Linked DNA regions of Mus musculus: regions 1, 3 and 4 are each linked to region 2. Evidence: chromatin contacts called from public Hi-C, HiCAR-type and HiChIP or PLAC-seq data. All regions are on one chromosome and are shown on one strand. The core of a region is the stretch at or near the end of the contact, and the rest is flanking DNA. Distances in the headings are between cores, read along the strand shown. Region 1 overlaps Gm11351 (predicted gene 11351). Region 2 holds the start of Gm40841 (a long non-coding RNA gene). Region 3 has its middle 210 kb from the start of Gm11351. Region 4 overlaps Gm11351 (predicted gene 11351).

Region 1 (7,116 bases), core at 4,531-7,030, 2.5 Mb before region 2:
AGATATTTAGGTCCAAATTAAGAAAACTCTTAACAAGTCCTTGAAGCTGAAGGATGTCCAGCAGAGCAGACTTATGCCATTCAACCTGCATCCCAGACCACTTCTTGACCTGCATCCCAGACCACTTCTTCACCTGCATCCCAGACCACTTCTTCACCTGCATCTCAGATCACTGCTTCTACTCAGTCATTTTTGCCCTCCCTCCAGAGGGTACATAGTGATCTTAAATACAGTCCCTGGCAAACTTTAAGACACATGTTACAGAAATGCACTCTTGGGAATCAACTGGTGAGATTGCTATACAAAAACTACCCAATACTAGATTTCCTAACAAAATATTCATAACTATCTATTCTATTTCCCTTTCCTAGGGAGAGCTCTCTGCCCCCTGTCCCTGTCTCTTTTCTGTACCAAACTTCTCTGGTACTACAGATTGTAGCTTGGTTAATGTGATTTCACAGATAATAACTACATGTAAGTGAATAAATATGTATCTATCTTTCTGGATCTGAGGTACCTCACTCAGGATGGTCTTGTTTTCTATTTCCATCCAATTACCTGCAAATTTATGTATTTTTAAAATGGCTGAGTAATACTCATTGTGTAAATGTCCATTTTCTTTATTCACTCTTCTGTTGAGTGAAATCTAGGGTCTTTTCAATTTCTAGCTATTATGAATAGAGCAGCAATGATATGATTGAGCAAGTGTAGAAATACTCTAATATAATCTGTAAATAGTTAGAAAGCAGGGGCTGGAGAGATGGCTCAGAGGTTAAGAGCATAGACTGCTCTTCTAGAGGTCCTGAGTTCAATTCCCAGCAACTACATGGTGGCTCACAATCATCTGTAATGGGTTCTGATGTCCTCTTCTGGTGTGTCTGAAGAGAGCAATGGTGTACTCATATACATAAAATAAATAAATAAGTCTTTAAAAAATAGTTAGAAAGCAGTAATTGGTGTGCTCCCTGGAACTTCTGAGGGAAGAGTGGTGGGGGTTTTTTATGTGTGCCTATCTGATAGTTTGGAGGGATGGTGGGAAGAAATGAGTCACTTGCTGGAGCCTGAAAACAAATAAACATGTGCTTCCCTTTTGCACAGAGGGTTATGTTTTGAGACAATGAAAATCTCTCACAAGCAGGAGAACTAAGTAATTGCCTTAAGCTGCTAAAGATCCCTTCTTACTCCTTAATCTCTTTAAAACACCAATCTTGTTTTGCAGTTTGACTTCAGGTGCAGATAAAACAAATAAAACACTGCTGAGTGGCCAGGCCTCTTATTAAGAAGCCAGCAAAAGAGGGGGAAATACACTGGAAAATCCAAATGTATATTTTAGTATCTCTTAAAAATATACTTTCCTGCGTAGAGGCAAAAAATCTGTTATTCATTTCTTAAAGCCAGAATTCATTTTATTCCTGACAATAAAATAAATATATTATCTTAGTTTAACTAATTAAGGCTCATCATGGTATGGGAGGGGCATTTCTCTTAGACAATATTTTTTTGGTTGCTTTTTTCTCTTGAAAAGAACAAAATTCAGTCCCCTTTTCAACATGTAAGTTTACATACCTTCACAAGGAGATAGATTAAAATGGAGTGAGGAAAGACATGTTTAACTAATGGCTTTTTCTCATGAATCTTCTATGTTAACTATAATTATTCATACATATAAATAAAGATACATCTCCATTACACAGCAATGCTCCTAAACACTACTTGATATTAAATTGCTAAGCTTGAAAAGTCTTTAGACATGTTTAAGATAACTTTTAATTTTTTGATATTATTTTTACATAATTTCTTCTTCCACTTCTCCCCTCCTAATGTCCCAATATACCTCCTTTTTGTGTTTTAAAATTGTGACATTTTTAACTAATTCACACACACACACACACACACACACACACACACACACACACACTGAAGCTGATGAGCCCAGTTCCAGCTTGTACATTAAAATATAAGTCCTGCACCTAAGGCTTCAATAATCAGAGATCATTGAAGAAGGGGAGGAAATATTGTAAGGGCCAGAGCAATAGGAGTTTGCTGTAGATATATGTTTTTCATTATTATCTAAATGTCTTGATTTTTTTTCTCATTTAAAAAAAGACCCTATGCTTTGAAGGTTACTGACAGAGAGCGGAGGATGGAGGGAGAAAGGGAGGTAAGGATGGAGAGGGAGAGGGAGAGGGAGAGGGAGAGGGAGAGGGAGAGGGAGAGGGAGAGGGAGAGGGAGAGGGAGAGGGAGAGGGAGAGGGAGACAGAGAGAGAGAGGGAGAACAATAGTTAAGAGAGCTTGCTTTCCTTGCAGAGGAATACAGTTTGATTCACAGAATCTATAACTCCAGTTTCATGGAATCTGATTTCTTTCCTAGTTTCATGGGCACTTGACTCCTGGTTGGTACACAAACAGACACAGGCAAAATACTTACAGACAGAAAGTCAAAACACATAAATAAAATTACTCTTAAAAGCCCACAAAGCCATGCATGGCCTATGGTATGCTACATAATGTAATTGCCACTCAGAGCTCAAATCTTGATGTTCTTCAACCTAGACACACCTGTCTCCTCTTTGTTCTTCAGACGTTAGAGATATGCTCTTCACTCTCAGGTTGTCATTTGGGAGGCACATCCTGCAAATATAAGCATGGTTCTCTCTCTTCTTCAGACCTGCCTTTATCTGTCATTGTTCAGGAAGCCTCGCCTTACTTGTTCTCTCTGCATTAGTTAAGGTTCTCTAGTGAATTAGAAGTAGGCCTTCATTGTGTCCTCAGACATGGCTAGTGTTTAGTGTTTGTGTCATAGTCCATACAGTCCATTGGAAGGTGATGCTCATGTTGAAAATTATGGTTCTTGCTTGATGTATTTTTTTTTAACTATGTAGTGACTCAGTTTCCACTTTGACTTGTGGACAAATCATATCCTGAGGCTTCAATCTTCAAACTTGGGCTGACTGGTCACATGTGCCCACAGGTGCCTGCTGAGTTTATTTATAGCATCGATGGAATTTATTTTTTTATTTTTTTTTATTTTTGAAGGTTTGAATAAGAAACAAAACCAAATATGCAAGTGTATGGAGGAGGGTATGGGGGACTTTTGGGATAGCATTGGAAATGTAATTGAGGAAAATACGTAATAAATAAAAAAAAACTTTTAAATATATGTAATATTTAGACTCTTATTGAAAAATGTTAATTCCTCCTGGAGGCCTTAAATTAGAAGCAGATTAAACATGATCATGCAAAAGTTGTAGGGTCACATATTTTATCTATTTTTCTTCATCCCAATTCCTTTAAAAATTGTCAATAAAAATGAAGAAAGGAGGAAACATTCGTAGTTTATTAGCCGCACAACAAGAGAGGTAAGGGCAGATTACCCCGAAGCCATGGTTTCACAGCGCCTGACCAATTACTCCTTATGGCTGTGAAGTCATTTCTAGGTTATCAGTCTCAAGAAATATAATGGAATTTTTTTCATTACCAAATATAAAAGGTATAATCTCAGAGTAGTATACAGTAGTAGGAATAGTTCTTTGTTTACCCGGACCTACATCTCCCTGACACATACCAGACCTGTGTTTCAATAAAATTCTGGACATTATATACATTTAAAAAGTTTGGCTTTTATATTATGATGTTCAATCCTACACAATTTCATAGTTTCTTCATTGTAGCTGGTAGTCTCACCTTGCTAAAAGCTTGAGGTCATTTGTTAAGGAGAGGAGAGAAGGTAGTGTTTACACTGTGATATGTTCCTGTTGTTCCAAGTACCAAGATGTTTAGGAACAAAACTGCAGTGCGGGTGGGGGTAGGGTGGCACAGAAGAAGGCAGAATTCAAATGTCTTAGTCACTCTTGGGATCATTTTACTTGAGTTGAAGTTTCATTTTAGTGGCCTGAAGGGAGGCATAGATACACAGAAGATAATTATTGTACAAATCAGAACAATGAACTCTGGTATACATGAGACTTTCCCATATGTCTCTCCTGTGTTCTCTGTCTGCAGGACAACAGCATACACTGTGAACTGAAACATGCCCTTAGATGTATGACCAGGAAGATAAAAATAACACCTTTCTAACATATGTATTTACATGATGCTGAATCTCAGATATAGTAGCACACTATGAAAAAGGGACACAGCAATAATTTTAACCAGGATCTATCATCATATTAAAAACAGAAAAAAAATATGTTGGAGAAATAAATATTTGGGTGGGAAAAAAAGAAAGATGGAAACTGTACTTGCCAAGAGAGAAAAATAATGAGGTACAAGTTTCCCTTGTCATATGAGTCAAGTTAATATCAGATAATGCTTAATGTAACAATGGAGGCATAGGAAAAGAATTTTCCACATGGTTTCATTTCTGTTCCTAGGAGTTCTCTGCTCCAGTTTAGTGTATTTTACAAGGCAGAAGAACAGCTGGGTTTATAGTATAAGAAATCCAGCTCAGAGAATATGCTTGCTTGCAGCTCAGTGCTTATTTGCTTAAGTGTCAGGCAGGTTGTGGGTCTGGGTACAGAAAGAACTGTTACTGCTACAAATATAAACCTGTAGGTGGATAAAGAAGATACTGGCTCAGAAGAGCACTGTAATACATTGTGTTCATTACTACCAACAAAGCCGCCAACATCTAAGATTCTTTACAAGGTGTTTGTCTAGAAATCAGCTGGTACAAGTTCAAGCTCTTAATTGGGTTTGGTGACCTCTAAAGTGTGCTGGATTCTCATTGCAGTATCTTCCATTGTAGTACTGGTAGAATATTGTGCCTGCCTCCTAGGTACATGGGAAGAGAGAGAAAAATCTGGATAGATAAATGAATAGATAGATATCAACAGATAGATAGATAGATAGATAGATAGATAGATAGATAGATAGATAGATAAGATAGATGGATGATAGATGGATAGATAGATAGGTAGATAGATATGTAGATAGACAGATAGTTGATAGACATGGATAGATATACAATCACTTGGTATGTGATAATATTAAGTATAAAAAAGTACTCGATTGAGTTTGAGAAACAAGTCAGTCAGTAACTTTCCTTGCATAAGCATCAAGACCAGAGTTTGTATCTCTAGCATCAATTTAAAGCCACTTAAAACAGTGTATGCCTTCTACTTCAGTGCTTGGGAAATGGACAGTGGATTCTGAAGCACACTGGACAGACTGGCTAGATGAAATGATAAGCTTCAAAATCAACAAGAAACCTTATCTCAAAAGTTAAAGTGTAGAACAATTCAGAAAGACATCTAGTGTGGACCTCTGACCTCCACATGTGTACACACTCACAAACATACAACACACTACATACGCATAAAGAATGCTCAATTAACAAATGTTTCATTTTACATTTGTGTATTATTATACCTAAATAAGTATAAAATGCCCCCAATAGATCAAATAAAGGATTAAAAACATTTATTAATAATTTTGCATAAGCAGTGAAGAAATTTTATTTTACATCTATACCATAGATAGTTCATAAATTTTCACACCGTGTCACATACACACAACAACTTGCCTCTCTAGACAGATACAAGGCTTTCATAATGAGCCTGGTCTCCGCATTTGTGGATTAACAAAGCTTTCTTATTAGATTCTTATATCCTCGATAACCACCTAATTAGATACAACAAAACCACATTTTCTTTAGTGCATCATGGAAAATAAGTAATCACAATTAGAGGGTGTCATTTTCCTCTATTCCTTTGCTTATTGGGTTTTAAATCCCTTAGATGCTTGCATAGATTTCACATCTGCAGATTACCTTGCAATCAGTGATTGGCTATTCACAGTGCAGTGATTAGCATATATGTGAAAGTATATGGTATGCACACCTACTCATTACAATCCTCACAAATATGTACCTTTTTTTATTTGCAGTTTCAAGAGGGTCCATGTAATGTACATCTTACCTTAAATGTTTTATTATATACTGCAGGTATATTTTAGACAATATTTCCCTACTTGGAACAGAATTTATTCCACAATCTCCCACAACTTGAGTTAGCCGAAATCTTCCAGTAGCATTTCTAAATATTTTCTCCCAGCTGCAGGCTTTAGTGTCACAAAATTAGAGCTTAGAATGTATCTAAATCATCACTGAATTTTGAAAAAAAATATGAGCCAGTATAAAATCAAAATAAAAATAAAAGTTACAAAAAAATCAATTCTTCATCTCACCATCTACACAAGAAAACGTATCTAAAAAGTCAAAGTATAGAACAATTCAGAAATTTCTGAGATTCCCATATTAACTCATAATCATGACCATGAATTCCAGGCAGCCTTCTGTACAGTCATGTAGTGTAACAGAAGTCTGGACACTCAGATATGTTTTCCCTATTAGTTTCTCAGACAGAGTGAGACTAAAAAGGTTGCTAGGTTGCATTAAAGGGATGTAAGAATATCCACTCTTCTTCCCATGGCTGTCCTACAGCCAATAGGGGTCTTGTATACTCATATAGAAAATGAATAGCTATTTTAAATAGTGAAAGAGACGTTAACACTGCCTCAGAAAACAAATAAGAGTGCACATTTGATTGTCAAAGAAAACTAGTTGCCAGGAGAGTGACACTGAGGCAGTAAGAGAAGGCTGATCCACAGCATCTTTACTGTCCTCTGCAAAAGACCAACTTTGACACAAGGGGGTAAACTGAGGCAGGCAGCCCATGAGTGGCCAATGCTGACTGGGGTGGATCTAGATACTTATAGGGGCTGCTGTTTATGGCAGCCAGCGGTTTGAGAATAGAAAGAGAAAATTCTCTCTCTCTCTCTCTCTCTCTCTCGATCTCTCTCTCTCTCTTTCTCTCTCTTTCTGTCTCTCTCTCTCTCTCACACACACACACAAATACACACACACAGACACACACAGACACACTGAGTGGATGAAATGAAAAGCAGAGTCCAATAACTTCGTACATATGAATATATACATACCTGCATACATTCATGCATACATAATACACATGTGCATTCATATATCATACAGACCTACAGGCAGACATATACACATTCATACATAAAATGGTTAGAGCAAAGCTGCAGTAAGCAGACTAAGCATTTTATACATCCACAATATACACATATACATACAGTTGGTGGATAGATCA
Region 2 (7,391 bases), core at 579-3,078:
ATATACAGTGTATAAAAGATGCATGCCCAACTCCAAAACAGCTTGATACACAGGGGACCAAAAAAACCCATCTGCCCTTCTGCTAGGTACGCCCAGCAGTCCTGAAGCTTAAATATCATGCCATTTGCAACATGGTTTCAATGACCCCAGCAATAAGAGATTAACCAAAATTTCATAACTGCTCTGTTCTCCTGCCCTCCTGGCTCTTGGGGATGAAGGGCAGAAGGAAGAGAAGGAGAAGGTCAAAGAACTAATAGAAACAAACAAACAAAAAGAAGTCTCTATTTTTTGCACTCTTTCTTGGCACTTGAGAAAGAAAAAAAAAAAAACTGAGGCAGATCAATCTGTACAATGCTAAACCAAATCTCTTTAATTCCAGTCAGCTTTTATCATTCAGTCGCTGAGTCTCTGTGTGGAAAAATTCATGCTAATTCCCCCTAGCAACAGCTTCAGCCTATCAGGAGACTTTATGTACCGTGCAGCTGCCTGCCAGAATAACTCTAAGTAGGTCAGGCCTGTATTTCTAAAAATGCTACGGTCTAGTAACCCCACTGTCCCGTCTGTCTGCCCTGCCCCATAATAACCTCAATTGCTTGGTGACACAATGACATACTATCCTGTTAGAGTGCAATCACATCATGCTACATTATTCTGCAGGAGCATGGCTGGGTGAAGGACCCTCCGAGGGGCAGCATTAATCAGACAGCCATTCATGTCCACCAGCGTTTCTCTCTAGAAATGGGGACTGCATTAATGACCAGCTGTTTGAACTAACACAAACAAAATAATGTCTTCCACCCTGTTGGGTGCACAGAATACAGCATTCTGATCTGGCAGGTTCCACCTCTTGACTAAATCGAAGATGTAAATTAACTGGGCTCAGACAACATAGGCTTTGGCAATCTTAAAGTGAGTATATTTAAATTATATTACATGTGATTCAAAAAGCTATTGATTTCATATACACGTCTCTCCTTGCCTACAATTTTCCTTAATCCACGTTTTTAAAAGGAAAAGTGCATACACGGGTAACATAATACATATGTGCATATTGTCCAGGGACTCAACTGCAGGGGCTGAACTAAAATTGACTTCGCTTCGGGCAGAGAAACAAAGCTGGTCAGTAGTAATTGTGCAGCATGAACACAAATACAAATACTAAATGCACGCTGCGAAGGAGCACTGAAAACAAATAAGAGTAAACACGCTGAGCCTGCTAGCCAATCAGCTCCTCCCACCAGCTCCTCCTGGAGGCTCCAGAGAACGCCCCACACCTCCAAATAACAGAGACAGGGGATGGAAGGGAAAGGTGCCCTTCAACATCATATAGTGGTATGTCGCTTCCTCACAGGGTTACCAACAAGATAATTGCAAAAAAAGAGCTTCTTCAGCGTATAAATTAAGAATACCAAAACAACTCAGAACCTGCAGTCAGGTTTTAATTCTATAGTAGGGATTTTAGAATCTAATGGGGACATATGTCCTTGGGTGTACTTTTAACTTTCTCCCATTGGCATACAAAAGCGAATGGGTATATACGGAGACAGGACCCCAGCAGTGCAGTACCGGGCTGTTTGGGACGGTATTTTACAGGGACGGAGCTTGCATGCTCAGTCTGCATGCTTATGGGTCCCCTGTTTGATCTAACAAACACCCTCCTATACGCTGAGCATTTCCTGCCAGAAGTTAGGCAGAATCCAGCCAGTGAGATGTGCACTTCAGCCCTGCTTAATTTTCAAACAGAAAATGCCTTCATGTGTCTGCCCTCATTTGAACTGTGCTTGATAACTTAGTTATGACTGTCTTCTGCACTCTGTGGCACACAGCACACAGTTATTCTTGGAGAGATACAGTCTCTGACGCAACCATGAACCGCTAATTACAAGCTGCTGACATTCTGCTCGTCTCTGCAGCTTTGAAGTTCTGCTTTGTCTCATGGCTGTTCCACTGTGCTCCCACCCCTTACCCTCTCCTTTCTCTCTTTCACTTCATAGCCTTTCTGAATGCTCCTCTAGCACAACCTGGAGAAGGAGAAGGGATTATCAGACTTGCTTGCGTTTCTTTCCTCTCCCCACCACATCCTGACACACTCTCTCTCTCTCTCTCTCTCTCTCTCTCTCTCTCTCTCTCTCCCCACATAGATCTACAGTTTGGAAGTACAGTAATAAGATCCTGTCTCCACCCCACCCTCAGGAATGCACCAACAGCTGGCCAAACATAATCCAGCACACAGAGCCGCTTTGTAGAATTTCTAACAAACAGTGGGAGGACAGGCCAGACAGGCGTCCCAGAGGAGCCCCCATGACAACTGGGAAAGCTGCTTGCTCCCGGCTCAGAGCTCAGTTCACCCAGCTCACCCTTATCTATCTACAAGCTTCTAGTACCAGCCAAGCCCCGACAGAGGCAATGAGAGGCCACCCTCCTCCTTCCTACAGCCTCAAGCAGGCTGCAAGCTTTCTTCACACTGACATCAGCCGTGCCCTGCCTCATGCCACACACCCCTGCAAGCTCGACAGCCACAAACCCCAGTGCCAGGATCAGCAGCAGCACCTGTGGTCACCATCTATAGCTGGGTGCCAGGAGGACCCTCCCTTTTCCTTAAAGAATTTCCTTTATTAAGCATAGCTGATCCTAGCATTTGAAAGCATGTAAATCTAACACTGTATCCATCTCCACTGAATGCTTAGCTTCTGAAGCCTGTGGTATCCAGCTGGCCTCAGAGTCATCTGGGATACATTTATTTTGATTAAATTGATCGCATTTCTATTTAAGGGACAGAATTTTTCTGCCATACTGAATACAGCTGTGTTTACAGGGCTCTGTAGGAGAAGAAAACAAAACCGTACAGTGAGCCTTAGCCCAACGCTGAGCACTTAGAACTTCAAGGAGTTAAAACTGAAGGGGTTTGCTATGCCGTTAAAAAGAAAAGTCTATATGCAGCTGCTCTGGCCGAGCTTTCTGGCTAGCCAGGAAATAGGTCTTGAGCAGGAGCTGAAAACACTGGCTTGTAATCAAACCCAACCCAGCAAAGAGTCTCTCTCTTTCTCTCTCTCTCTCTCTCTCTCTCTCTCTCTCTCATATCTCTCTCTGTGTGTGTATGTGTTACACAGTCTCTTCCATGTCTCTACACGCATGCACATGCACTTAAATCCATGCTGCAAGGCTGCTATTTTTCTCTGGGGACACTGTACAGTCACCCAGCCCATCAGTTTCTTCCTTGACAGTACCAGGGACATCCACACTGCAATTTACAGTTCCTCCATGCACGTGCTGGCAGATCCACTATGCCATCCTTCCTTAGATTAAGACTGCGGAGCTGGCAGCAGACAATCTTACGACAGTCAGCATCTCTTCTTTTCCCCTTCCATTTCTCCAGCTCTGCCCTGCCAAGCAGACACAGCAAGTACCTGCTTCATCCATCTTCAGTTCCACTCTCTGAAAAAATGCCACCACATCCAGACCTGGGTTGTCCCCCTCAGACAATCCCAGCGAGCAGCCGGGGTTAGGTGCGTGAGGCAGGGGCGGTGGCTGCCCTCGCCCTGTATGCATATCATCGGTGGGCACTGATGTATAGTATTCCTAAATTCCCTTTCCAAGTCCTTCGCATGCCTTCGCATCCCACCCCAGTCTTCTGCAACTTCACCCTGTCTTCCAAGACCCCATCGGCTGTGAGAGACCCTGGCCAGAGACTGAAATAGGTCCTTCTTCCGCAGAGTGCAGACAGGAGATTCTGGGATCCTAGTTGTACGATGGGCCATCTCAGGCAGGAATCAGCCGGAACCATGCAGGTGAGCCAGACGAAGCTTGATGTGCCCACAGTGGTGCAGCCCGGGAGCGGTGAAGAAGACAGTCTGGCTTCAGAGTTTCGAGAAAAGAAAAAGAAAAAGAAAAAAATCAAAAAGAAAGAAAGAAAACAGCGCAGCTCGGCGCCTGTGGGGGTGGAAAAAATACAGACACAACCAGAAAAAAAAAAAACAATAGTTAAAATCAAATTTCAAAACAAAAATAGGAAATACAGAGATCAGCATACTTGATGCGACTTTTATTTCTGACGTTTTCTTGGTTTATTGGCCTCCCCACCCCCCTCCAAAAACTCCCCAGTCCCTGAACGCCCGTCTGTCCACGAGTGCCGAGTCTCAAATGCGATTGCTCCACAGTGCCGCAGACCTACATCACATGAGGAAGCACATGACGAGCCGGAGTCGGCTGCTGCTGTGGTCAACTGTTCTGCCGAGGCAGAAGGGGGGTAGGAGGCAGTGCCCCTCTCACGCTGCCAGGAAGAAATTTCCTTAAAAGAACAATGGGAGGGCAGCATCTCAGAAGAAATGCTTGAGCAATATGGACTTTTGCACACTGATGAAGAGGCACTGTGGGTCCTTGAAGACAAGCGGAGGATGCTGTACCGCAGACACAAGCTGGATGGCAGCAATATTATTTCTTGTGTGTACTCGTCAAAGCTGATTCCGTTGAAGTGGATTCCTGAAAAGCACATACCATGTCTTCCGAGCATGATCAGGCTTGGAAAACCAATTCTATTATCTCTCCTTGCAATCTGTATCTGAACCTGCATTGTGAATAATTTATTTTTAGACTAATAAGAGGCTTGCCAAGACGGCACCCTTTCTATGGCAAGCGATGCATGCAGTATTCACCCAAGAGGGAAAACCTTGTCCCTTTGTAGGGAGAAAAGAGGAGACAGGTTTTGTTGTTTTTTAAAAAAAAAAATCATCATAAATCAATTGTGACTTCTTATTTAAAGGTATATACAGCAGTAAGATTCTCCCCCCAAAAGTCATCACTGGAAACAAGGGAAATGTTTGTTTCTTTGAATTAACAGGTCTCTGGTTTGTACATTGGCATCTCACACTGACACCTCACGCTGGCAAATAGGGGTGATGTTTTTCTAACACTGGCCAAAGCCCTTAAGCCACTTAGATATTTTTACTTTGCAACAAAATGACAACCAACAACTGCTTCCCAGAATACCCCTCTGTGGAAGGTGCTGAGTGGCTACTGCTGGTTTAGTACAGACCACACACTGGAGAGTGATGACCTTGGCGTCCACAGGTTCTGTCAAATCCCAAAATAAGCATATAACCTATTTGGGCACTCTCGAAATGTAGAAGTAAACTATTTTAGAAAAAAATACAGATGATCATCCTAGCTGATCAAATTCAGAGAACTTTTCGTGAATAGGTGAAGAGATGACTTCCTATGTCATTTGACTGTGGTTAACAATGCAAGAGCCTGGGTGACACACAGGAGCCTTTCTCTGCATTTGTGTATAAAAGGCTACCTAGACCTGGGTAGTATGTGGAATGCAACGGGCATGTTCTCAAGGTGTAGCAATTGCAGGTCTTCTTTTCCTCCAAAGACAACTTTCTACCAATCTAATCCCTGCAGAGTCATTCCAGGAAGACTCGGCAGCCCTGTTTTCCTCTCCGCCTCTCTCCCTACAATCTTTCTTTACAAGTGGCCCTTGAATTTCAGATTCCTCTCCATTCCATGAGAGTCAGACTTTTTATCTGTGTCTGATTGCAAACCACTGCCACTAAACCGCTGTGTCTGCACCATACAAAACCACTGTCTATATGCTCAGGACAGTTCTTTGCCCATCACCGAGGCTAGCTCCTGATTTCTTCATATTCATGTGTTACCAATCAATGGTACTTTCAGCTTGTGTAACTATTTAAACAAGCTGGTCTACTTTGTATAGATCCTTCATTGAGTAACAACAACAAAGTCTTGCTTTGTTAATTACTACAGAACAATGGCATAGGAGGTTCTCCCTGGCCTCAGGAAACCTATCTACCGGGCCTGCACCTCATTTTCTGTTGGCACTAAGCTTGTATCACCTTCAGTGCAACTATTCCTGAGTTTTATTCCGCATAAAAATAGTAAATGGGTCTAAATTTGCCTGATAGCTGTGGGTCAGAGAAGAAATGCTACGGAAAAGTTCCAAGACAGAAACAGCTTCTACGTAAATACCTGGAAAGGTGCCTCGGGGTCCCAATTTGCAGTGAAATCTAAAATGGCCAGCAAGAGGCTGGGGTGGATGGTTAAGTTTCAACAGTAGCAATGCCGGTCACTGAAAATGAGCACTCGTTATGCCGAGAGTCTATAGGAAGCACTGAAGATCTATTGCATCACTTAGCAATCCTATGAGCAAAGCACTTTTAAGATAAACTATTTGAATGAAAGAGAAAGGGAAGCAGGTGCAAAGGAAGGACAGACGTGGTTTCAGCAAGCTAGTTTAGAGAAGCGCACCTAGACCAAGGAGAGCCCACTCTAAAGCATCTCCCTCCTCCCCCCCCCCTTTAACGCTAAAGAATAGCAGCCCGCCTGTAAGATAGCGAATCTGGGAGCTAAGACCAAGGTGATTGATGGAAAGGGTGGGGGTCAGAGCTACGGAGAGCAGGATATCACCTTTTCTGTGATGTCCCTACACTGCATGTGGGTGACACTGCTCATTGCACTGAGAACTTACAAAAGCACGGTTTGGGAGGTTGACGGTGCTTACATCTACGTGTGTTTTAATTTCTGGAAGCAGTCTTTGTCTGGGAGGCACGGAAATGGCTCCTGGACTCTGCTAGTGCTGGGGAAGGAGATGAGATGCATTCTAGGGCCTGTGTGAGGAAAGAGCTGTGACTACTAAGGACAGTCAAGTTGGCTGCTGGCTAGACAGATGCTTGGTACAGTTGTCCTTTCCTTTAGGTTTTATTTATTCTTTTATATCTTGAGGAGAGATTTTTGTGGAGCCCTGGCTGGCTTAGTACTCCCTATGTAATCCAGGCTGGATTCAAGCTCCCAGCCCTCCTGCATCAGTATCCCAAGCTGAAACTATAGATGTGTACCAAAAGTCAAGCTCTAGATATACATTTCAAGATAATGAACTTGACACAAGCTATCATACTGTAGGATGAGGGGACCTCAACTGAGAAAATGCCCCAATCAGACTGGCCTGTAGACGATTATTGGTGCATTTTCCTAATTACCAGTTGATGTGGAAGGGCACCTTATTGTGGATGGTGCCATCTGGGCAGATGGTTCTGAGTTGTGTGAGAAAGTAGTAGACTGAATAACTCACAAGGAGCAAACCAATAAACAGTATTCCTCCCTGGTATCTGGTCTGCTTCAGTTCCTTCCAGGTTCACGCCTTGAGTTCTTGACCTGATATGGAACTGTAAGCTTAAATAAATCCATTTCTCCCCAAATTGCATATAGTCATGGTACTTTTTTCATTGTTAATTATTTTATTTTATTACATCCCAAATGCTGCCTCCCCTACCTTGTAGAGTTCTTCCCCCCACCCTCCTCCCCTTAGCCTCTGAGAGGTACCTCCTAGGTATCCTCCCACCTGGGGCATCAAGTCTCTACAGGATTAGGTGCAT
Region 3 (6,731 bases), core at 632-3,131, 2.7 Mb before region 2:
AGTCCCTTTAAATGTATTTGACAAAGGTATGCCATATGTCGTACCCAATACAATCCATACCATATTTGCCTTTTACTCAAAATTTCCAGCTTAATAATCTTTTGTGATATTCATTTCCCTTGCAACAGATTCACATCCCATTATTAATGTCATGTGAATTAAAGATTTTATATATATATCTCACATGCATACATATACACACATGCACACTTGCATGTCCTTCTGTATCCAATTATTTGTGTGTTCTTTGGCATGCCCTGACCTATTTTCATATATTCATATATTAGCAATGAGCTCATTGCACGTGGGTATGTATGGGGTAGGGGGTGGGGGGTTGCTCTCACTCGTGGAGGCTTGTTTGGAAGCTAGAGGTAGACATCCAGATGTCTCTTTCAACTGCCTGTTGACCTTACATGTTGGGATGGAGAGTAGCACTGAGTATAGAGCTCTGCATTTTAGGAAGTTAGTGAATCACCAGGACACGAATGTCCACCTCTGGGTTCTCTGGTCCATGTCACCCTGCCTAGGGATGCTGGGAATCAAAAACCTAGTTCCCATGCTTATTCAGCAAGCACATTCCCTGCTAAGCTGTTTCCATAATCCTCATGAGACCATTTTAAGGCTTCATTCTAGCTTTTTAAACATATTTGCTCATCAATATATGTCATAAGATGTTGTTGAGCTTTGAGTAGCAACAGGGTTTGCACCCAGGTTCTTTACAAATTAACTGATGATACACAAGTAGAGTTTCTGCCAGATCCTTGTATGAAATGTGTAACTTCACCATAGACTCTCTTTATATTTACCTATATCGAAATGCCAATCACTTCACCAGTCCTACTTAATAGTACGCACTATATTAAAGTGGAATCCTGTCATAGAAATATTATATGCTGGGATGCACAAGTATGCGATGGGTGGTATCCCTGATACTGGAAAGTAACTGCTGCATGAGGTTTTTATTTTAATATAGAATGCTAACATTTGTTTTCCTGCAAGTTCTGAGAGTAAGGAAAACCAACTCAGCTGCAAAAACTTTCTTTCTAGGGTCTGAAAAAAAACAGAGTTTCTTTCTTTTAAGATGCAATATAGTTCCCCATTTGCATTTAAGGTCTCCCTCATTCACTGAGTTTAGAATGCACAGCAGCAACAGAAGAATAAAGTACCCCCCAGTCCTTGTCATTTCCTCATGGCTGGACACCCTCCACTGGGACCAGATAAAGAGTAGCATTATCTTCTGAGTTCCATTCAGCAGGGAGTTCTTCCTCACTGTGGATACAGCCCGGGTCAGTGGCTCTGTCTGCAAAAGGAGGCACCCCAGAGCCCAGGCTGGTTTGATCTCTGAGGCTGGCAGCCCTTGGCTACTCCAGGTGTTGTCTGAGCCAAAGAAGGACCTTTTTGTCCATTACTTACACACACACACACACACACACACACACACACACACACACACAATGTCTAGTCAGTCATGGGTCATAGTGTCCAAAGAAAGAAAGAAAACCACTTTATTTGTTTAGTTCCCAAAGGCATCATAGAATTTTCTTCACAATGGGAATACTCTAGCTGAGGAGGGCCATCTAAAACTTAAAACCCAACGAGAGAGCTCAGAGCTATATAAAGGAAAAGTTGCAGGACCCTGTCACCTGCTGCCACTCTTCCATCTAATAATAGAGCAGTTGCTAGTTCATGACGATATGCCAAAGGGAGGGGATTATGCAAGTGGCTTCACAATGGCAAGAAGTGGCACTTTGTTTTCTCCTGCTGCCACCCGACAAAGGAAGTAGTGAGAAACAGAATCTGTTCACTCCAGTAGCCATGGAGTTGAAGGGGCCCATCCTGGCATCCCGTCTGTCCCCGAGACAGCTAGTGCCCTCCCCATCCCAGGCTTCAGTATGTGTGCCCTTGCCCACCACCATGGTTCAATTTAGCTGGATACACCAGGCCTCCTACAGCACCTGCTCAGGCTCCTAAATGCCTGTTCTGCTGGGAATTGCGCTCTAGCTTCATCTCTGCTCTCTCTCTCCCTTTGTAATTATGTTTAATCCCACAGACACCTGCCTTGGCTTTGAGACGTCACTGATGGAAAAAAAAAGAGAGAGAAAGCAAGAGAGATGAAAAGACCTTTATATCCATTTGTATCCAAATCTGGCAAATAAGCACCACAGGCCAGGGTAATTACACACGTCTAGGGGGAAGTGTGAGAATCCATAGATGAGGGAGCTCAGTCTCACTCAGTTCTGTGGGTTTATCTTCATCTGGCTCCAAATTCAGACGTAAATAAAAGTAAGGAAAGCCACGTTAAGCCCTTCCACGCTGCAGCTCAGACAGCAGTGAAGCTAAGATCTAGGTGAGGTTACTATGCTTGCCACAGTCTTGATTTGCAGTATTCCTCACTTTGTTTGACTGTGGGTGGGGGTGGGAGGAACAAATGTCAAACTACATCACTGACTGAGACACTGATGAAAATTATACGACTCTAAACAGGAGGCTTCCGTGTAACCAGCAATCTGCCTCTCTCAAGTCACCCTGATTTAATTTTTTTTCATTAAAACTATTTTGAAATGGCTTTGACATTAACATTGCCTTTGCATCAAAATATAACATAAATGTTAGTCTTCTCTGAAATACTGAGGTTGAAATTAAACACTTTAGATAAACGAATTGTCCAGAATTTCTCTCCAGTGTATACTAGAGCAAAACAAGCATTTCTGCCTTTAAATGGGTAATGGCAAGATTCTAAGGAACATGGGATTTTTGCATTAATCAAAATATTGTGGGAGAAAACTCATATAGAATGTGGAAAATCCCAAAAGATTGTGCATTGTTCAAATAATATTTTCTTTAAAATATTTGTTTTATTTCTCTGTGTATGAATGTTTGAGTATATAATATAATATATAATACAATATAATATAATATATTACATATATTGTAATACATATAACAGGCACACGTAGAGACAGTGTTTCTTTACCTTGCCAGTTATCATGATGGAGCAATGACAGTTTAGATTGTTCTTCTGTAAGATGAAATAGCCAATATTTTTTTCTCTTTCAGATTAAAGGTCAAGGGAGAAGATACTAAATAACTAATCAAGTTTGTAGTTAAAATAAAAATAATCAAATGAGCTTTAAAAAAAAAAAAGGACTGGTAAAACCAAACCAAGGCAAGTGAACCCTGAGTATAAAGCACTTGCTAACACAGCCAGTAATTGTTATGTGATTGTTTCAATGTTCAAAATAATGAAACCATCTGATATTAATTTACCCTTTGAGCATCTCCATTTATTATGTGTGATAGTAAAACATTAATTGGGAGTTCAGCTGACCCAGCTACATATGTATCGCTTATTGTTTCCTGCCCACATGAGGTTTCTAATTTATACTTTAATAATACATAATTTAGATTCTCTTTTCAAATATATAGATGTCTTAGAGTTACTATGGCTGGGACAAATAAGCATGGCCAAAGCAACTTGGGGAAGAACAATTTTATTCAGCTCATGCACTTCATCACTGTTCATCATCTAAGAAAGTTGAGACAGGAATTCAAACAAGCTAGGAGCCAGGAAGCAGGACCTGATGCACAGGCCATGGACGAGTGCATACTGACTTGCTCTCTATGGCTTGCTCAGTCTCTTTTCTTATAGAACCCAAGACCACCAGCCCAGGGGTGCCCCACTCACAATGGATTAGGTTCTCCCACATCAATCACTAAGTAAGAAAATGCTCTAGAGGTTTGCATCCAGTCCTGTCTTATGGAGGCATTTTCTCAATTGAGTTTCCCCACCTCTCAGATGAATCTAGCCTGTGTCAGGTTGACATAAACCCTGCCAGCACAGCAGTCTTTTATTGAGTTTTAAAAGATACTTTGAGAGGAACCGGCATAGGTTGTGAAACAAGAAAACTAGGATAATAATGTCTGACGAAGTATTACGTGGAGTATTATGGCTTTGATGATGCTAAGTCTGTCTGAAGATAGTTTAGTACTTACTTGTAAAGCTGGACTGAGAAAAGCATAAATGTTTTTATTTGTATTTATTTTTATGAAACAAATAAATGAAAAAATATTTTTATGAAACAATATATACATAATATATATGTGTGTATGTATAATATATGAAGTGATTTGCTGTAATAATACAGCCCTGTGTCTGCTGGGCACTCTCTCTGTTATAAGTAGGTGAGGCACAAGGACCAAATGGCTGCCCCTCAGAGTTTCCACCCCTGGTATCGTCCTCCTGTTGCACACTGTGTATATTAGAAGTGTGTGAGGCATGGTGACTGGGCACTGCTACACAAAGGCTCTATTCCTGCAGTCTTCACTCTGTGGTCCTTAAAGCTGTGTGATACAATGTAATTTGCATTATCTAATTAACTTGGATTTTAAGTTCTGTTATCTTCTTTTAATGAACTAAATTCTCATGAAATGGGCAAGGGGCTTAATCCTAAAGAATATCAGGGTCAGAGATAAAACAAATCATATAATCACTGTCAAAGCCAAGATACAGGGGGCTTGCTTCTTACCTACCTCCAGTGAGCTCATTATCAGCTCCTTCTTGATGAGGGGAAGATGATATGAGATTTGAGTAGCAATCGACATGCTAGAATTAATATTAAAAAGAAGATTACTTGAAGCCCAGATTGAGATCCATAATGATTCATGACAAGCCTTGCATTAACTATGTGTTCTACAGTGGGATGCCAGTTAAGAATGACTATCACAGCAAGGGATTTAAAAATAATATCCTCTATACTTTGCCCCATCCTTTACCCTTTATCTACTTTTTGTGAACTTAATGATTTGTATGCATATTGGCTCATTATGTGTGTGCATTTTAGATCATGTAGTCTAAGCACCATGAGTTGATTACTATTTCTTGTCTGTATGCTACTGGTGAGTCATGTGACCACCCTGATATCTGTTATCTCATGTAGAAAATGATGCTCACTTACCATATCCAAGTTAATTGTTTGGTTTCATAAACACTTAATGATGCTTAACTTCTAGAATCTTCTGCCAGGTTTTTAATGAAAAATGAAGAGCCCCCCCCTCAAAACCACAATCAAATTTCTGTCTGTTAGAACCTCTCTCTCTCTCTCTCTCTCTCTCTCTCTCTCTCTCTCACACACACACACACACAAGCACATACACACAATTCACATTGTAATGCCACTATCAAATATGAAATCTGCTTGAATTTTGGGTGACCTGAAATCTGCCAGGACCCATTACAAGCTGGGATATTTAGTGACCAGTAAACTATCTATCTATTTATTTATTTATTTCCCACAAAGCAGCAGTAGTTAAGCAGCTGACCAGGGGCTGTGCAATCAGTGTGAGCTGCAGAATTAGGAAGGCATACTGGGTCTCCTCAGTACTGGCTGAAGGGTTACATGTGCCTATTTAATTTTCCTTTATTAAGGTCTGCCCTAAACATGGCAGTGTTAGTAAGAAGGTTGTTAGCAACTTATTTGCTTCATTAAAATTTATGGCACATTTTATGTTCACCATCTGGGGCAATGTCTCCCCACCTCACTGTTAAAATGTAACTTAAAACCATGTCTAGCACTGATAATTGCTGGGAGAAAAAAACCCCAACCTATACATGGAATTCTTTTATTCTAATGCCAGAATTGGCCTGCCAGAAACTCAGCATACAGCAGACCAGAAAAAGCAGTATTTCCTGTCTTACCACAACCACTGAAAACACACAGTGGTGTGTTCTTATTTCTTTAGTATGACCTTTTTGTTTATAGATAAAGAAAGAGTAAGGATTGGGGAGCCATTATTTTAGAAATTGCAATCCCTGTGGGAAAAAATGGAATAGCTTAAAACACCTTTGGTAGAAAGCTACATGCCTTGCTACATGCCTGGGCTTAAACCTGGGCATACTTTTGTTTAGGAGACTAAAAATATAAAATCATTGAGTTAATTTAAATTAAAACATGAGATGTAAGAGGCTGCTGAGTTTTCGGAGCCTATCTGATTAACCAACCTATTATGATGTGGGTTTGGTAAAAGATTAGCAAAGCTGCGTCTACTTAAAAGATTAACCTCCTAGCCAACTGCCAGGGCTGGGATCAGCATAGATAGAGAAGACTCTTCAATGACTAAGAGATCTGCTTCACAGTGACACTTTCAAATGAGGAAAGGGATCTCTGAGATGATGTTTTGTGTTATATAAATGGTATTGACTAAATAGTATTTTTATTCAAAACATGAGTATATGTATATATCATGCATGCATGGCATATTTTTTTTATTGCCTGTGGTATGCTATAATGAGGCTTCTAACCTCAGATATCAAGACTGTAACATCCATCACTCTTTCTCCAGATAGAATGCTCTTCTTCCAAAGATTCATCATTGAAATGTCAATATAATCGGAGGTTGCACCAGGGGTGTTGTTTTCAAAGACAGCACTTGCTATTGTTGGTTTTTGAATTAGTTCTTTTAAATGTTAACATATAAATCAATGCATTTCATTATGTCTTTTTCATGCATGCTTTCTTTCCTTTTGGACATGATGGTGGACAATAGGGTCTCATTAGCCCTAAACATTTCATATTTACTAGGTAGACAAGGTGACCATAAGCTTCTGATCTTCCTGCTTCTACCACCTGAGTGCTGGAACTGCACAGCCCCTGGTCAGCTGCTTAACTACTGCTGCTTTGTGTGAAATAAATAAATAAATAAATAGATAGATAGATAGATAGATAGATAGATAG
Region 4 (7,608 bases), core at 1,723-4,222, 2.5 Mb before region 2:
GTGTGTGTGTGTGTCTGTCTGTCTGTGTGTGTCTGTGTGTGTCTAGTGTGTAGACTTGTTTTTGCTTGTGTGCATGTGTGGAGACCTGAAGAGAGTCTTGTGTATCAACTCTAAGATGCCATCTTTTTATTTACTTAATTTTAGATGTGGTTCCTCACTGGTCTCAAATGCATTCCTTTGGGTAGGCCAATAATCCTGAAGGCTCTCCTGTCTCTGGCTTCCCTGTGCTTGGATTGCATGTATACAATACCATGCTTATCCACTCTCTTTCTTTTACCTTTCTTTCTTTCTTTTTCTTTTTTCTTTTTACCATGTGATCCAGCGTCAAACTCAGATAGTCATTCTTGCACGGCAAATACTTACTGACTAATTATCTTTACAGGCCCCGTAGCCTCAGCATCTTTCCTTAAGTTTATACCAGCATCCCATTCTCTCTCTACCTGGATTCAAGGGTAGGCCTGGTGAAGAACACAAGACTTGCTGGCCAGGATGGGGACTCAATGCTCTCTTTTGATTCATACCCTTGTCTTTCACTCTGATTTACTTCCAGTGAGTGCAGTGATTTACCTTTTGGGGGATTTTTTTCACTTTGTTCTTCATAAGCCCTTTGTTGGCTTTCTAGAAGTTATTGCCACTGAATTAGATTTTAATGGAGTTAATATATCAGTATGTTATTTAGCAGTTTAGCCCGCGATTAATCCTAGAGAAGTTGGGTGAATGCCTTACCAGGAGGCTGTGTGTTCTCCAATGGCTGCATTACTCATGCGGGATACAGAAGGACAAATCTAGAGCAGCAGGATAAATGAGGCCAGGTGACTGGGGAGGCAGGGCTCCAGAGTTTAGTGGCTTAGAAGGAAGGGCACCATTTTTCTCGGAGGTGAGGGTCAGTTTTCCATCCTAGGGTCTTTGATGAGGAAAGCAGACATTAATCCTACAGAAAATAAGATGAAAATGTTACTCACCTCTGAACCAGGCTTAATGATGAATCAATAGATTTGCCTTCAGATTTCCAGTTTCAGTGCCCTGAATCTAAACAATGGGCAGGTCTCTGGCTTATGTGCACCTAAGACTTACAGTTAAATTAGTTTTTTTTTCTCCCATTTTCTTACCAAATGTGAAGCAATGTAATCTCTATAACATACTCATTAGTAAGATCCAGAGCCATTAAATCCAATCCTCGGTTTTCACCCATGCTATCAAATACACATTAACCCCTCTTGCTTTTTCACTTTTCAGAGAATGGAAATAACAGTAGAAAATTCATCTGAATTTTGCTCACAAACACAGAGAGCTACAATGTTCTGAGGAATCTACAGATAATAATGAACATTTTTTGTCTTCCTGACTTCTCATGTGTATTCTGTGTGCATATGCACACATGCATGTGTGCACGCACGCACATACACACACACACACACACACACACACACACACAGAGAGAGAGAGAGAGAGAGAGAGAGAGAGAGAAAGAGAGGTGTACAGGTGTATTCAACTGTGTGGAGGCTCCAGAGTTAATATCTGACGTCTTCCTCACTCTCCTTTGCATTCACTGAGTGGGTCTCTTGTTGAGCCCAGAGCTTACAGATTGTGCTGCTTGGTTACCTAGATGGTCTCTAGCACTCTGACTCCACCTCCCCTCCAACCCCCCAGATTGCTGGGAATCTAAGTGTCATCCTGCCTGCCTGCCTTTCAAGTGTGTTTGAGGATCCAACTCTGCTTTCCATACCTGCTTTTTATGGTAGGCACTTTGGCCACTAAGCCATGTCCTTGGCTGTCATGTATACTTTTCCATCTACAGGTTCCCTAAAATGTTGGAGCTCCTGCCCTTCTTACTGTGATGTCATCACTTTCTTTTCCACCATGGATATAGTAAGTGGCACATTTGTCCTATAATGGTACCTTTGTGAGACAGACAGAGCTAATTTTTCATTCTAGATACCTGAAGCTACAGGCTACATTGAAAACAGGGAAAAAAAAAAAAGCCAGCAGTTCTAGGTTATGCTGACACAGGTAATGACTTAAAATTCCTCTGAGCTTAGATTTTTTTTTTTGTGCTTATGAGTCTCTAAATTAGCTTTCATTATCTCAGCAGGTCTCTGCCTTTTGAGTTTTGAAGCCATCGTTTATGAATATAGCCAGAGCACTGAAGTTGTTTGCTTTTAAGGTAACAAACCCCTGCTGGATGGGAAGGTGTGAGGTATTAGGGTTAGTGAGAATTGCAGTCAGTGGATATAGCATTGCTCTGAGGTGAATTAAAGAAGTCGAGCTTGATTTGATTTCAGCTGCAGTGTCTTTAGCCGGTACCAGAATGAATCCATGCCAGAACTGGCAGGGACTTTGAAGTGAGAGAATCCCTGTGGATTTTGTATAATCGCACCACACGAAGGAGGGAATATATGAAACACCTGTGAGATGCCACCCTGCCTCTGGTCCTGTGAAGAGGTTTAATGTTTAGACTCTCACACAGTGAGTCTCAGCCTAGTGGAATTTCTATCAGCAACAGAGAAAGTAGGCTCATGAGCAGCAAATACTATTTGCATCACTTAGAACCACAGACTTGAAAAGGACTAAGAAGTCATCAAAACTGCCTGCCCTGCTCTTGGAAAGAAGGCCTTCCTTGCAGAAGGCAGAGGACACTTGGCTATCTGGACCCAATTCAAAGGTTACAGGCATCTGCATAAATCATTACCCCTGCTTACCAACATCTGCAGCTAGTACACAAATTCTCAGAAATAACATGCCTTTAGACCTGGCTGGGGTTCTTCCAGTTTTTGCTGGAAGAAATAGGGTGCTTCATATTGTTCAGCCATATACTCAAAGCTCTATGGCAAAAGAGTTCATTACATGGTGAAAGACACTAGCTTGGAGAGTATTTCTTGGAGGAAGTGCTCTCATCCCTGACTCTATCCTCTGCAAACTCGAATTGTATTGTCTCAAAGACACTCTCATCCCCTCTGGACAGCCAGTCTGCACACTAGATGGCAGTAATAGCCCAGTTTCAGAGTCCCTTTTTGTCTTCCCCTCCCCCTTTCTCTTCTGGCATAATCTTTTCTTGTCCATAGCAATAGAGAATAAAAGATGCAAATAAAATCCCTTTATTTTGTACAAGGCTCATTCAGAAAAGCTGATATACAATTAAAATGATCAGGAAATAAATATTTTAAACAATATTGAAAACTTCAGGCATGGTGGGTTTTTCTTGGTGGTAGAGGAAGGTCTCTGATTCATTTCTTTGTTTGTTATTCTTTTTCAGGCATAGTTTAATTACCAAAAGAGGCTTGTTGAGGCCCAAGGTCTAAGCTTAAATGAGATGATAAAAATGTATTTTGGAGATTTTGGAGGGAGTAGGAGGCAGGAGGAATCCAGCCAGGCCAGTTTTTTTTTTCTCAAATCCCGTGCTTTGCTAGCAGATTGACTCTGTGCTTTATACAACATTAATCTGGATTTCCTAGACATTCAACAGTCAGATGCATGCTCAGAGCCGCATTAAGTATTGCTCATTAACAGTAAGTAAGATACTGGAAACAGAACTATAAACCAAACGAAAGTCTCCTGACATGAGTAGGCCCCTTTGGACTGTTTGTGTAAAATTTAAATCTGTATTGGTGAGCTAGAAAGAGACAGATTCTGTGTCCGTGAAATGTTCTCAGGCCTCTAGAATGTCCTATCTGAGGTCTACTTGCAAAAGAAGGCTCCACTCTTACTGGTGATAATTCATGCTGTTACCAAAGCAGTAAAAACACAAAATGCATATACTGAAACAAATGTGTCACTCTTAAATTGAATGTTGCAGCCACGGCCTTTCCCTACTCCTAAGCACAGCTCCAGCTTCCTGTTGGAATGCACAGGCCCACACTATGCTCCCATTTCCAGCAAATTCTGCAATCATCTCTTAAAGGTTGCCACAGAGAAAACCTAAGCAGCATCCTAAAGAACAACTCAAAGCCACGGGCAGATATGAATTTTTTACTTGGCCCACATGTGAAAATGATTAATGCATTATTTATAGATACTGCCTTTCCAGGGAGCTCAAGGTCATCTGTGGACTCCCAGACAAAGGGTCAAGTCTTGAGAAGCTGGCCTAATAATCGGTGCTGACAGTTTCTTGGACATATTGCAGTGCTTTAAGTAGATGTATTTTCCTACTTGGAAAGAACTGTGAAACCTTTTTTTTTCTTTTTATTCCTTTTAAATTAGTTAGCTACTCACTTATCTGACTTGATTACAACTCATTAACTTTGATCAGAAGGAGGGCATGGGCAGGAGTGTTGCTATGGCCACCTTCTGTCTTCCTCGAGCCTCTGCATCATTCTACTCTGAGAAACATTACAACTAGCCTTTCCATGTAACAAATGTACCTCACTTGCCTTATCCTGTGTCATTGATGCTTCCAGACCTTCTAGGGCTCAGAAAAGAAAACTCAGCGGTAGCACTGTGAAGCAAAGACCAGACTTTTAGATCATTCATTCAAGAACACAAATGGGAAATCAATTCAATATATGATATTATACTTACCTACAGCAGACAGGAACCAATATAGATGACAACTTAAAGGCATGGGATTTGGTATAATATCATATATTGAATTGAAGGACAATCTTTGAAATGATATGTATAACTTTATCATATAGAGAATATGGACCAGTTTTACCGAACAATCATGGGGCATACTATTGAGGTGCCAATTTCTAGTATTTAATGGGTAATGCAATGTGAAAGGACATAGGGAAGATTTGGCCGCTCTAATGCAGGAAGTAAGAAGTACATTCCAGAAAATGTGAGCTGCTTGCTTAGGTAAATATTCAAGTAAGTATTATACAAAGTAGATGGATTTCTAGGCTCAGCATGCACCAGCAATTCTAAATAGCTTTCTCCCTCAATTCTCCTGTAGTATTGTCTAAAGAGGAAAGGCTGCAATGGTCCCATCCTATCTCAAGGCTTGTATTACTACCTAGCTTCAGACATTATAAATCATAACAAAACAAAAGCGCTACAATTAATTATTCTGCTACTATAATTGCTCCCAGAGGCAGAGTCCTGTACTTTTCAGTTTTCACTTAGAGATTTTGTGATTTTCGCTCATTGATTATTGAAAATTGTGTTGCCTTGAATGCATCCACAATGAACTATTCTATATTAATTGGCTTTAATTAAAATTTTGACACAACAATTTCTTCAATTAGTCTCCACATATCACACCAGAAATTAGTGAGTGGCACAGAAATTCTTCAAATGAATGAAACAAAAACTCTTGAAAGAGGTATCTCTGTGACATTGTGACAAAGAAACATCTGTCAAGGGAAAATGTCATAATGTTATCACCAAAGCTGATGGGAGTTGAGAAAGCCCTCAGCCAGTATCTCAGGGTGTCTCTGATGAAATGGCATTGTGCAAATATCTTTGCAATGAAGAAAAAGATCAATTCTTCACATTCCAATAAAAATAGGAATGGTAACTATTTTTTTTAAAAAACTATTTTTTGCCTTATATTTTACATCTGAGACAGTCATACAATCATGATTTAGAGTTAAGGCCTGGATTTTTGAAAGGAAGCATCCTAAAATCTTAGGTCTGACTCCACGATGTACTCCACCCTTGGCTGTAACCCATGGCATTGGTTCAGTTGCCTATAAAGACTTAGCTTCCCCATCTGATAGATCTGTTTCAATTAATATAACAGCTGGGCCTACAGAGTGTACTTTACCGGATGTTACTACAATTCAAGATTCACTAATGAATCAGTGCTTCCTTAGCTACGCCATTGCATGTGGAGTTCCACGTACACAGCAAGTTCTCTGGGCCAGTCTAGCGAGCAGTCAACAAAGGGTGATTAGGTTTTACACAAATGACCATTCCTGTTCTTTTTCATTAATTTTCTTGACGTCCTTGCACCCGAGTTCCAACTGTTTAGTCTGGTGTGGTTACTTACACATGGTTCATGTCCTTTCACTACTAACACATAAGTTTATGACTTTGGGTAACATGCAAAGGTGGCATAATTTTCTAGAGAAAAGAGAAAAATAAGTCTAGACTGAAGTTAGGAGAGTTCCCATGGGAAGGTGGGAGTAACTTGGGCTACTTTCTCAGAGAAGGATGAGTGTGAGGAATGCAGGACAGGCAGTGCATCCAGGCAGGAATGGACAAAGGACTGAGCAAAGGAATGGGTGGGTAGGTGTGTTGGGAGAAATCTGCAATCAGGGTGAAGGGTTCATCACAGACAAGCTGGAATGCAGAGCAGAGCAAATGACTAAAACCAGAAGCCACATGGGACTGGAGAGTGAGAGTGGGGCTGGTGTGTGTGTGTGTGTGTGTGTGTGTGTGTGTGTCTGGGTATGTGTATGTCTGTGTGTCTGTATTGTGCTCATGACTAGAATTCAGGTTCTAGTTAGAGTTAGGGGCCATTCACATAACAAAGTCAACATGTTTATGAATAGATGTATATATTTCATCAGATCCTACTTTCCTCAGTCCAGCTAACATATTTCAGTTTAAGATTATGTGTGTGCACACATCTATAATATAGATACATTTGCATTCATCTTAAGATATAGATGTATGTTCTGATAGTCACATGTATATGTGTATTTACAATATTAAGTCACTTAAATGACAGAAACTCTGCAAAACACATCTTCAGGTGATTTTGTCATTTTCTGAACATCATGGAGTCTGCTTACACAGACCTAGATGATATACGTGTTTTCCTCCATGTAGCCTCTTGATGCAGGGCAGACAAGCAGTAAGCATTAGCTGGAGGAGCCTGCTCCAAACACAGCAAGTGCTTTTGTTCTAAACTAATTTTATTAGTAGTAGGTGTGTACTCTAATAACCAAAACCATAATGAATCCATTTATCAGCAATGTATTAACATTATAGAGAAGTGTTTGCTACTCAGTTTTCTATGCTGCTCATTCACATGGATGACTAGGTTGTAAGCTCTTCATCCATGCATCACTATAGGATGTGAGAAATGCACCACACCACAATACTATGTCAGCTATGCTATCACTGGTCATAGGATTTTCTCAGCTGCCCTATAATTTTATGGAACTCCCAATGGGCACTAGGCTTGTTGACCAAAAGTTCATTATATATGCTAGAATGGAACAGTGACTCAAAACAATAACTTTTTCTACTTCAGAAAATAATAACTGATTTGTAGTTGAATTATAGTAAGTGGCATTAATTCAACATGGGAACTATACCATTTTATATATGTTACCTAATACCATTTAAACCTACAGGAAACAAAAGAGAAAGATTATCAATTGGTGTGGGAAATGGTTAGGATCAAGAAAATCAGCCAACAATCTGTTGGCGACATCTAAATTCATATTGATGAAGTACTCTAATTTGGGGCAAATGAGAGTGGGAAATGGAAAGGGAGAAGAATCTGCGGGGAAAATATATCATAGAAAGAGAAATGGCTTTCCAAATAGAGGAGCTTTTAGAGTGGGATGGGAGATAGTGACGGATGGGTTTTAGAACCTCAGAAACTGTAGGAATGAGAGAGGCTGTAAAAGTTGCAAACTGCCTTGTGTTTATTATGATATATTATATATTAGCATACTACTTTATGTGTCTGTGCACTGCTTCAAAAAGAGTTCT

Evidence for each region. A called contact is a pair of places that touch in the nucleus more often than the background predicts. HiCAR-type assays count read pairs that join an accessible place to other places. HiChIP or PLAC-seq counts read pairs in DNA pulled down with a chosen protein or histone mark.
Region 1: a HiCAR-type map of PVALB interneurons shows a contact between it and region 2, with 8 times the contacts expected there. The contact joins two enhancer-like sites. A contact is called at or near these places in 1 of 484 Hi-C or Micro-C datasets (embryonic fibroblasts), 4 of 115 datasets of contacts at active chromatin or transcription factors (PVALB interneurons, forebrain, neural progenitor cells and 1 more) and 1 of 9 other capture datasets (embryonic tail).
Region 3: an H3K27ac HiChIP or PLAC-seq map of stem cell-derived neural progenitor cells shows a contact between it and region 2, with 8 times the contacts expected there. The contact joins two enhancer-like sites. A contact is called at or near these places in 3 of 115 datasets of contacts at active chromatin or transcription factors (astrocytes, embryonic forebrain and stem cell-derived neural progenitor cells).
Region 4: a Hi-C map of cortical neurons shows a contact between it and region 2, with 10 times the contacts expected there. The contact joins two enhancer-like sites. A contact is called at or near these places in 1 of 39 promoter capture datasets (hippocampal neurons), 30 of 484 Hi-C or Micro-C datasets (the HL-1 cell line, adipose-derived mesenchymal stem cells, cardiomyocytes and 17 more), 11 of 115 datasets of contacts at active chromatin or transcription factors (SST interneurons, VIP interneurons, astrocytes and 8 more) and 2 of 9 other capture datasets (embryonic tail and embryonic trunk).

The regions. Positions count from the first base shown.
Region 1 is chr13:25,947,286-25,954,401 of GRCm38.p6, forward strand. All of the region lies in intron 1 of Gm11351 (predicted gene 11351), which reads right to left. Among named protein-coding and RNA genes, the nearest start is that of Gm11351, 15 kb to the right of the region's middle. Within about 2 kb of position 5,781, at least 2 of the 459 cell types and tissues checked have an H3K27ac peak or open chromatin away from gene starts, as enhancers often do. A contact at or near this core is called in PVALB interneurons, where this site is marked.
Region 2 is chr13:28,415,858-28,423,248 of GRCm38.p6, forward strand. Gm40841 (a long non-coding RNA gene) reads right to left here and starts at 5,642. Exons shown (of 3, transcript XR_003950511.1): 1 at 3,228-5,642. Within about 2 kb of position 1,829, at least 225 of the 459 cell types and tissues checked have an H3K27ac peak or open chromatin away from gene starts, as enhancers often do. A contact at or near this core is called in PVALB interneurons, SST interneurons, cerebellum and 8 more, where this site is marked.
Region 3 is chr13:25,749,325-25,756,055 of GRCm38.p6, forward strand. No RefSeq gene overlaps it. Among named protein-coding and RNA genes, the nearest start is that of Gm11351, 210 kb to the right of the region's middle. Within about 2 kb of position 1,882, at least 34 of the 459 cell types and tissues checked have an H3K27ac peak or open chromatin away from gene starts, as enhancers often do. A contact at or near this core is called in embryonic forebrain and stem cell-derived neural progenitor cells, where this site is marked.
Region 4 is chr13:25,930,034-25,937,641 of GRCm38.p6, forward strand. It overlaps Gm11351 (predicted gene 11351), which reads right to left. Exons shown (of 4, transcript NR_045062.1): 2 at 727-931. Among named protein-coding and RNA genes, the nearest start is that of Gm11351, 32 kb to the right of the region's middle. Within about 2 kb of position 2,973, at least 52 of the 459 cell types and tissues checked have an H3K27ac peak or open chromatin away from gene starts, as enhancers often do. A contact at or near this core is called in SST interneurons, cerebellum, cerebral cortex and 6 more, where this site is marked.